Linked DNA regions of Lactuca sativa: region 2 is linked to region 1. A link is a contact called in public Hi-C data. All regions are on one chromosome and are shown on one strand. The core of a region is the stretch at or near the end of the contact, and the rest is flanking DNA. Distances in the headings are between cores, read along the strand shown.

What was found. Hi-C and Micro-C count contacts between places; a contact is called where the count stands out from the background.
Region 2: a contact with region 1 is called in a Hi-C map of leaf, with 7 times the contacts expected there. The contact joins the promoter of LOC111920549 here to the promoter of LOC111917114 in region 1. A contact is called at or near these places in 2 of 4 Hi-C or Micro-C datasets (both in leaf).

The regions. Positions count from the first base shown.
Region 1 is chr9:204,460,195-204,463,973 of Lsat_Salinas_v11, reverse strand. LOC111917114 (LYR motif-containing protein At3g19508) reads left to right here and starts at 1,990. Exons shown (of 2, transcript XM_023912773.3): 1 at 1,990-2,262; 2 at 2,345-2,616. The coding sequence starts at 2,068. The coding sequence ends at 2,401.
Region 2 is chr9:204,647,392-204,651,170 of Lsat_Salinas_v11, reverse strand. LOC111920549 reads right to left here and starts at 1,850. Exons shown (of 4, transcript XR_002859925.3): 1 at 1,605-1,850; 2 at 1,375-1,518; 3 at 1,056-1,125; 4 at 429-649. It overlaps LOC111920548 (alpha-L-fucosidase 2), which reads right to left. Exons shown (of 10, transcript XM_023916128.3): 6 at 3,748-3,779; 7 at 3,558-3,659; 8 at 3,320-3,455; 9 at 2,890-3,085; 10 at 2,106-2,592. The coding sequence ends at 2,259.

The sequences.
Region 1 (3,779 bases), core at 741-3,240:
TTGGTATTGATTAATATGTTTAGTGTAAGAATAAGTAAACAACTTCGCATAGTTTTAATAAATTAAAACTATAATACAATAATTAAAAATTCACAAGTTTTTATATAATAACTAATACAGAATACTATTCTAGTACAGAGAAAACATACTTTTTCATAGTTTTATAGGAATTTAAAACTATATTATACTATTTAAGAACACAAATACATATACAATAGAAAATATAGGATTTTCTGGGTGAACATATTTACATTTTCCGAGAACAAATGACTGATTTCTTTTACAACATACTTATAAACTCACCAACTTAATTGTTGACACTTTTTTCAAAACTACTTGTATTTTCAGGAAATCAATAAACAGGTACTCGTAAGTTTTTGAGGAAGATCGATTTTCATATAATTATGTCTGTTAATATTACTTTTTGGTGTCAAATATACAATGATTTGAACACAGATGTAAAGTTATATTTTATAAATATAATGGATGTTGTACTATGATTACTATTATGCATTGTTGTGATACTACACATGAAGTCATCCACCCTCGAACGTTTCCGCCGTTCAGGTTTGAGGGTGTGACACAAACCTAGCAAGATCTAACAATTTCATTATCAAGATTCAAACTTTATACCTCTAGAAGAAAGATCAAGGTGGACAAAGTCTGGATCTACAAGCTCCAATGCAACCAACACTTCTTCAATGAGTTCCTTCTTCTCCAAGGTGCACCAAGAATACTCCAAAGCACCTAAAAAACCTTTTTTTGCTCACAAGGCTCAATCTAGGGTTAGGGTTTCAAGAGAGGGTGTTGGAGAGGTGGAGGCAGAGAATGGAATGAAATTGAGGAAGTTAAGGAGCTTAAATAGGGTTAAAACCATGAAAATAGGGTTTAGTCACTGATTCCTTACGCCCAACGTACTAGGAATGACCTAGTACGCCCAACGTATTCCCTGTATGCCCGGTGTACGCGGCTAACCCAAAAACTGTCCTAACTTCAAAGGGTCGTAACTTCTTCGTTCGAACTCCATTTTCGACGTTCTTTATATCTACCGAAAGGTATTGAAGAGCTCTATAATATTATATAAATATCTTGGACTAAAAACTTCTCGAACAACAATCCATATGTCATGCAAGAACCAGCCTATGACTTTTCCCGTTCTACCCTTCGGCCCAAAACACCATTCTTTTGTTATTTATTAATGTGTTAAGGCGCTTTTAAAATGATAAAAATATGGTTTCTATTGTAGGAATTGAATCAATTGCAGTGCCCCAACAAAATATCAATCCGCAACAAGCACAATGGATGTAGTAGTATCAAATCCCACCAATTCAGCAACAACCACAACATTTGTTTATACCAGGTCATCATCAAGTTCAACAACCATTTCCTATGGAGTCAGCTTATTTTGAAACTCCGATGACAATGTATCCAGCTATATAGAAACAAGAAGATGAAAGTGAAAGGCAGAAACCTATTGGTTAACATTCTCTTATACAATCTTGTATGTAATTTTAACTTAGCTAATATCACATATCCCATTATTTTACAAAATTGTTTGTATAAATTGATAAAAAAAATTGCAACTTTTTTTTATAGGTAGTAGTATTCCTACTACCTATCATTGTTCTTTTGGGGGCATGATTAGGGTTTTTGGCTGTTTGTAAGCTTGTCCTTACAGAAGATGGGTCAATCGATATGGGTTTTGCCCAATTTCTCTCATGGTTCTTCGGTATTGTAGCATCCAATATCAGGTATCTCATTTACTTTTTGTATATAATAATTAATAGTTAAAGATTATTATTTTTCCATGATTATTCATGTCTTTTTCTCATCTCCTTTTTTAACACAATTATTAGTTTAATTTGATGACGTGCTAATGAAATCTTATTAGTTAACTTGTCATACATCAACATGTATGTATCTATGGATTCTTTACTAACGAACTTACCACGGTGGACTTGGATTAGTGTTCAGGCCCAATCCAAAGTTCAGCCAAAGTTCGATTCAAGCTAATGTACCCGAAAAGAAAACCCGACATTTGTTCGACAGCTTGCAGCCGGATCTGAGATGCAGAGAGCCCTACGAATTTACGGGGAAGTCCTCCGGCTGGTGAGACGTCTTCCGGCGGATTCCAGGCCTTACTACGCCAAATACGCCCGAGAAAATTTCGTCAATTATAGAGAGGTGGATGCCAACGATGACACAGCTCTCGACGAGCTCTTCCTTCGCGCTTACAATCACTCTCTCTGGGTTCTTAATAAGGTCAGTTTTGGTTCATATCCCATGATCTTTTCACAACATTGATCATGTTAAATACGTCTTTGGTTTCTGGAAATTGTTTCAGTATTCAGTCGATCAGGCGGCAGCGAGTAAACTGAAGGAGATATGTGGTGGGGCTTGATGTGCTTTGTTGTACACCAACCGTTTGATAAAATGCCGCAGAGAGGCTATTTCTTAAACTCCTGTTATATGATTGATTATGCTATATTTTCTCTAATGTATTACTCCGTAGTACGTAGGATTTGACTACAAGACAATTGCTGTCATAATTATTTGGTCTTTTGTTATAATACTGTAACATATGATACTCAAAGAAAGATGATCAATTGCAGACAAGTCTCATGTTACATGGTCTCAACACATCATGGCTAAATTTGGAGTTGCAACACTTCTAAAAGTGACGCTCAAGATTTTCTTACAAATTTTATAAATAAAAATAAGTTCGACTATAACACTTTTGATGCAACACTAGTTTTAGAAGGGTTGAACTGTTATGATTCAACACTAATTTTTTGAAGTGTTGCACAGTTTTGGTGCAACATTTGTTTGTTGCAACACTTCAGAAAATGTTGCTTTATAATATTCCAAGACTTTTAATAAGTGGTGCAACATTATTTTCTTAATTGTTATGATACTTTTATTTATTGATCTGGTAACAAATTTTCTTAATAAGACATTTTTATGATGTTTATTTGTTGGATTATTTGATTGTGAGGGTTGTACCTTTGTGTGACCTATGTGTTGCTTAAAAATTTCCTTGTATGTTGTAATTTTATTTCCCATGTATCTATACAAATTAATATAGAAATTGGATATGGAAACTATAATTTTGAAGATCAGAGTCAACCAACAAGAGTCACGATAATTGAAGTCTTTGTGTGACGTCTATCCAAGTGTCACTTATTGATGGATATTTTAGTTGGACTCGAAATGTCACTTATTGTTGTTTTTATCCTAGAATAACCATGTTTTTCCATGTGATGACTCACAAAAAGAAGCATAATAGTTTTTACCTTTGTATATAGGGTTGTGTTGGTTATTTTATATTTTGTATAGGATCTATTAAGGCTCGAAAATCTTTCAAATATAATTAAAAGCCAACATCTTTTAATGAGTTAACAAATGATATTTGAAAAATAATAATAGGAAACTAAAAGTATGTTTTATAAACGAGTTTTATAATTGTTTAAAATGATCCATTTGCAAAACTTTAAGTCAAAGGAGGAAACAAAAACCTTTGCTCATTTGAATTGTAAATATCATGTTATCCAATTTGAAACATCTTTTGTGGGGGAAAGTACACAGCCCTATAATTCCAAGAAAAGGATATGTGTTTAAGAGATTAAACTTGTCAAATGACATAATGGATGTCAATGAATCGTGCAAGCATCTAGGCATTTAATAGAGATTAAGATTGGTAAAATGGTTATATATGTAAATTAATTTTTTTTTTCAAAGATTAAGATAGACCTTTTTTGTAATTGGAAGTGAAATATGGA
Region 2 (3,779 bases), core at 601-3,100, 190 kb before region 1:
TATCCCAACTACCTTATAAGGAGCTTGGCATCGGTGGGTTGGGTTGATACGATATTTTCGAATCATTTATATAAATAGTTCAACTCGTTTAATTCATTTAAGTAAATATGTTGGGTTGGAATTTTCAACCCGTTGACACGTTTAAATATAATATACATTCTTATTCTATATTTCATTAAATATTAATTTTCACTTATAATATTGTATTATGTCTAAAAAAGAAAACCCTAATTTTAATTTCTAAAACTTTGGACATTGGTGTTGTATCAAGACTTTAGCCGTGAGGTTACAAACTCTAATCTCATTCTCATTCATGATCACGTGAAAATGGATGTGGTAAGTGCCTTTGAGTATATGAATATAAATTTGATCAAATCCTTCAATCATAAACAATACAATTGCAAACATAAAACAACTAAGAAACATGGTTTAAAAATCCAAATATAAATGAACATTAACTAAAATAATATACATGAAATGTCTCAAAAAAACCAATCCTTAGGTTGCCCAAAGGGTGAAAAAAGATGTAAAAACATCTAAATCTTATTAAATGTTCCAATTCCAAACACAAAAACTGCTCCATCCAATGAATCCACTTACTATCAATGCCTCTTAAAAAGCTTTGCTTAACCAATCACCACTCAAGTACCTGCATCAGAAAAATTTCCAAACCAGTTTTTATGTTTGAAAAAAGCATTTCAATATCATATAAAAAACTATGGTTTTCAACTTCTAATAATCAAAGAAAACTCAATAAGCATGCTAGATACCAAAAAGCATATAGCATTAATGCACCATTCTTTGAAGTTAACCAGATAAAAAAAAATGCAGATATTTATAAAAATCACAAACAAGATTCAAACTTATTTGGAAAGTTGTACAAAAACAAGGCTCAAAACTTCAAATTTCAAATAAAACTGCTACTTAAAACATTGGTTTCTTCCCAAGTTGATCTAACATCTGTTATAAGTTATAAAGATTCTGTCTTTGTTGGAAAGTTGTGTTATGAAGTTACAGAAAAGATTAAAAGGTAACAAAAAAAATGAGAAACCTACAATGTTGTATGTCTGTAGTGCCTTTTGATGCTTGAAATTGCTTGAAATCACCCATCTTTTCCATTCAATCCTACCAATAATCAAACAAATCCCAATCCCATTGTTTCTTATGTTAAAAAGAATTTAAATTTGAAAACACACATTACTCAAGCAGTCTAACAGCAAGAATCAGACAGCTAATTTACCTATATGCCTATAAACTAATGAAGAAAGACTGATTTCAAAATTGGGAATAGTGATTTCATTCAGGCAAATTTGAGTGAAGAAGAAGATGATGATAAGTGTTTGATGCGTGTCCTAGAAACAGCAAAAAACTCACTACTAGCGATCCTGACAAGAGCGGCAGAAGGTACCATGAGACAGCTCGCAGAACGCGCGCACATTGACAGTGAGGTGAGACGTCAGCCGAGCTCCGGCAACCATCGGCATCAGAGATTGAGCACATCCTAATTCTCCCAAGGTCCTACAACAAAAATTAAATCGAATTGAGAAATGACAACACTGAGAGAAGAGATATACGAGATTTAAGAAATTGGGTTAAGGAAATACCTAGGGTTACGGAGGCGGCTGGAGTGGACGCGGGGAGCGGAAACCTGAGGAGGACGGAGGCGAGGGAGGGGCGGCGGAGTAGAGCGGAAAGATGAATTTCTTGTGGCGGACATCAATGTCCTGGAGATCGAACCACGCCATGCCATTTCTCTGAGAATCACACGAAGAGATCTTGCGAATGCCACAAGGGTTTTAGCTTCACGATTCGTAGGGTTTCTCTTTCTCCTTTTCGCTTACCTAAATTAGTAGAGACTAGAGAATACATATTTTGAGTAAATTACAAAAGTCATCCCTACGGTATTGTTTTTTATCAATATAGACCCTAACTTTAATTTTTTGTCTTTTTTTCTTTCTTCAAAAATCTCTAGTTATGGTTTTCGATGACATTTTGTTTGAAAAATTAGCTGATAAATGAAAAATGTCGTTTTGATAAAACCACTAAGAAATGTAAAATGTCATTACATGAAAAATATAAAATGACATAAAGATAATGATTCAATATTATAAGACAAATACGTAATTTATTTTATTAAATTAAATGAAATCTCTTACATCCCATATCATACGAGGAAGAATACAAAAACCTCATCAAAATGTTATTACACGTGGCCAAGTAATCGAGTACAAATTCAAAAAAACTAAAGATTAAATGAATCAAAACAAAGATGTTGTCTTTATGCATCTTAGCTTCTTATCAAACGTGTATACTTTCCCAAATGTCATTTTAGCCATGATTGTACTTCCTCCATAATGCACTCTTTTTGTACAATTCTGATTCTTTAAACCTTCTAATTTGTTGCTTTTGGATAACCAAATACCAAATTGATGAAGATCACCTTCCTTCCATGAGATACTAACTGTTACATTCCCACGTGCTTTCAACCCTTTGACCGAACCCTTTGACCATTTGTCTCTAGGAAGTGCAGGAAGCAAGTACAAATCCTTCATCGTGCTCTGAACAAGCATCTCAGCTATCGCTGCACAAAATCTAACACCAACAAGGGCATTTACGTCTTTTTACATAGACTAGATATCAACAATGAGTTCCTACTTCCTATCTGTGTATGGATAAAGTCGCTAAATGGGTAATGATGTATGTCTATCAGGACAAAATGTTGTATACATAAGATTTGTTGTTTCTTTTTTAGATTGAATAAACCGTCTGAATGAGAGTAAATGACCATTTTACCCTTATATTCCAAAAAAACAAGTTTTATGATATTCATAAACTTTAAGGTGGGTGGAACAAAGAAGGGTGTAAAATGTAAATTCAGATTGTGCTTACCCGAAATTGGCATCAATTTGGAAAGGGGGGTGGGCTGTGAACAAATTACTATAAAGCCCTCCTTCATAATCACTTTCATGATCAGGGTCAACCAAGTCAAACAAGTGTTTGACCATTCGGTATGCATGTTCGCTGTTGTGAAGCCGGGCCCACAAAGCTGCTTTCCATGTAGTTGACCATCCGGGACCCTCCTCGCCTGTCACACAAGACCATTTTTTTTTTAAACTTTGACTTTTGAGGTCAAAAGGACTACTATTGACTTCTAAATATATACAAAATATTTTTGACATTCAGAATAAAGTTGAAATCTAAACTAAACTCTATGATATAGGCTACAAATACAATCATATTAGGATTTTATAGTTGAGATATTCATGTCAAATTTTTACTTTGAAAAGTACATTGTTTGACTTCCAAAAGTCAAAATTACCTCTCTTGACAAGAGTATAGTCTGCAGCTTTACAAAGATCCGGAGTTTTCTCAACAGTTATTGTGTGCCCAGGAAAAAGTCCATATAGATGTGACACATGGCGATGATGCACTTCTGGATCTTCAAAATCTTGCGCCTGTTCCCATTTCAAAATTTTAATAAGAAGTTCTGATGGAATCTCGTGCATTAGTGTAAAAAAAATCAAAAATGGAAAAAGAAAAACAAAATAATCATTTACCCATTCAAGAATGGAACCATCCCTAGCAATTTTGGTTGGGTTGAGTCGTGGTTGAGCTTTAAGAACTCTTTGAATCAAATCACTTTTTTCTTTACCCAAAACCTGTTGATTTTTAGATTTTCTTTTTTGTTATTTTCAAAAGACACGAAATACAAAGAATTTGTAATGTGGATTATTAATTTATTATTACCTCGGAAGCAGAAACAATGGCGATGAATACTT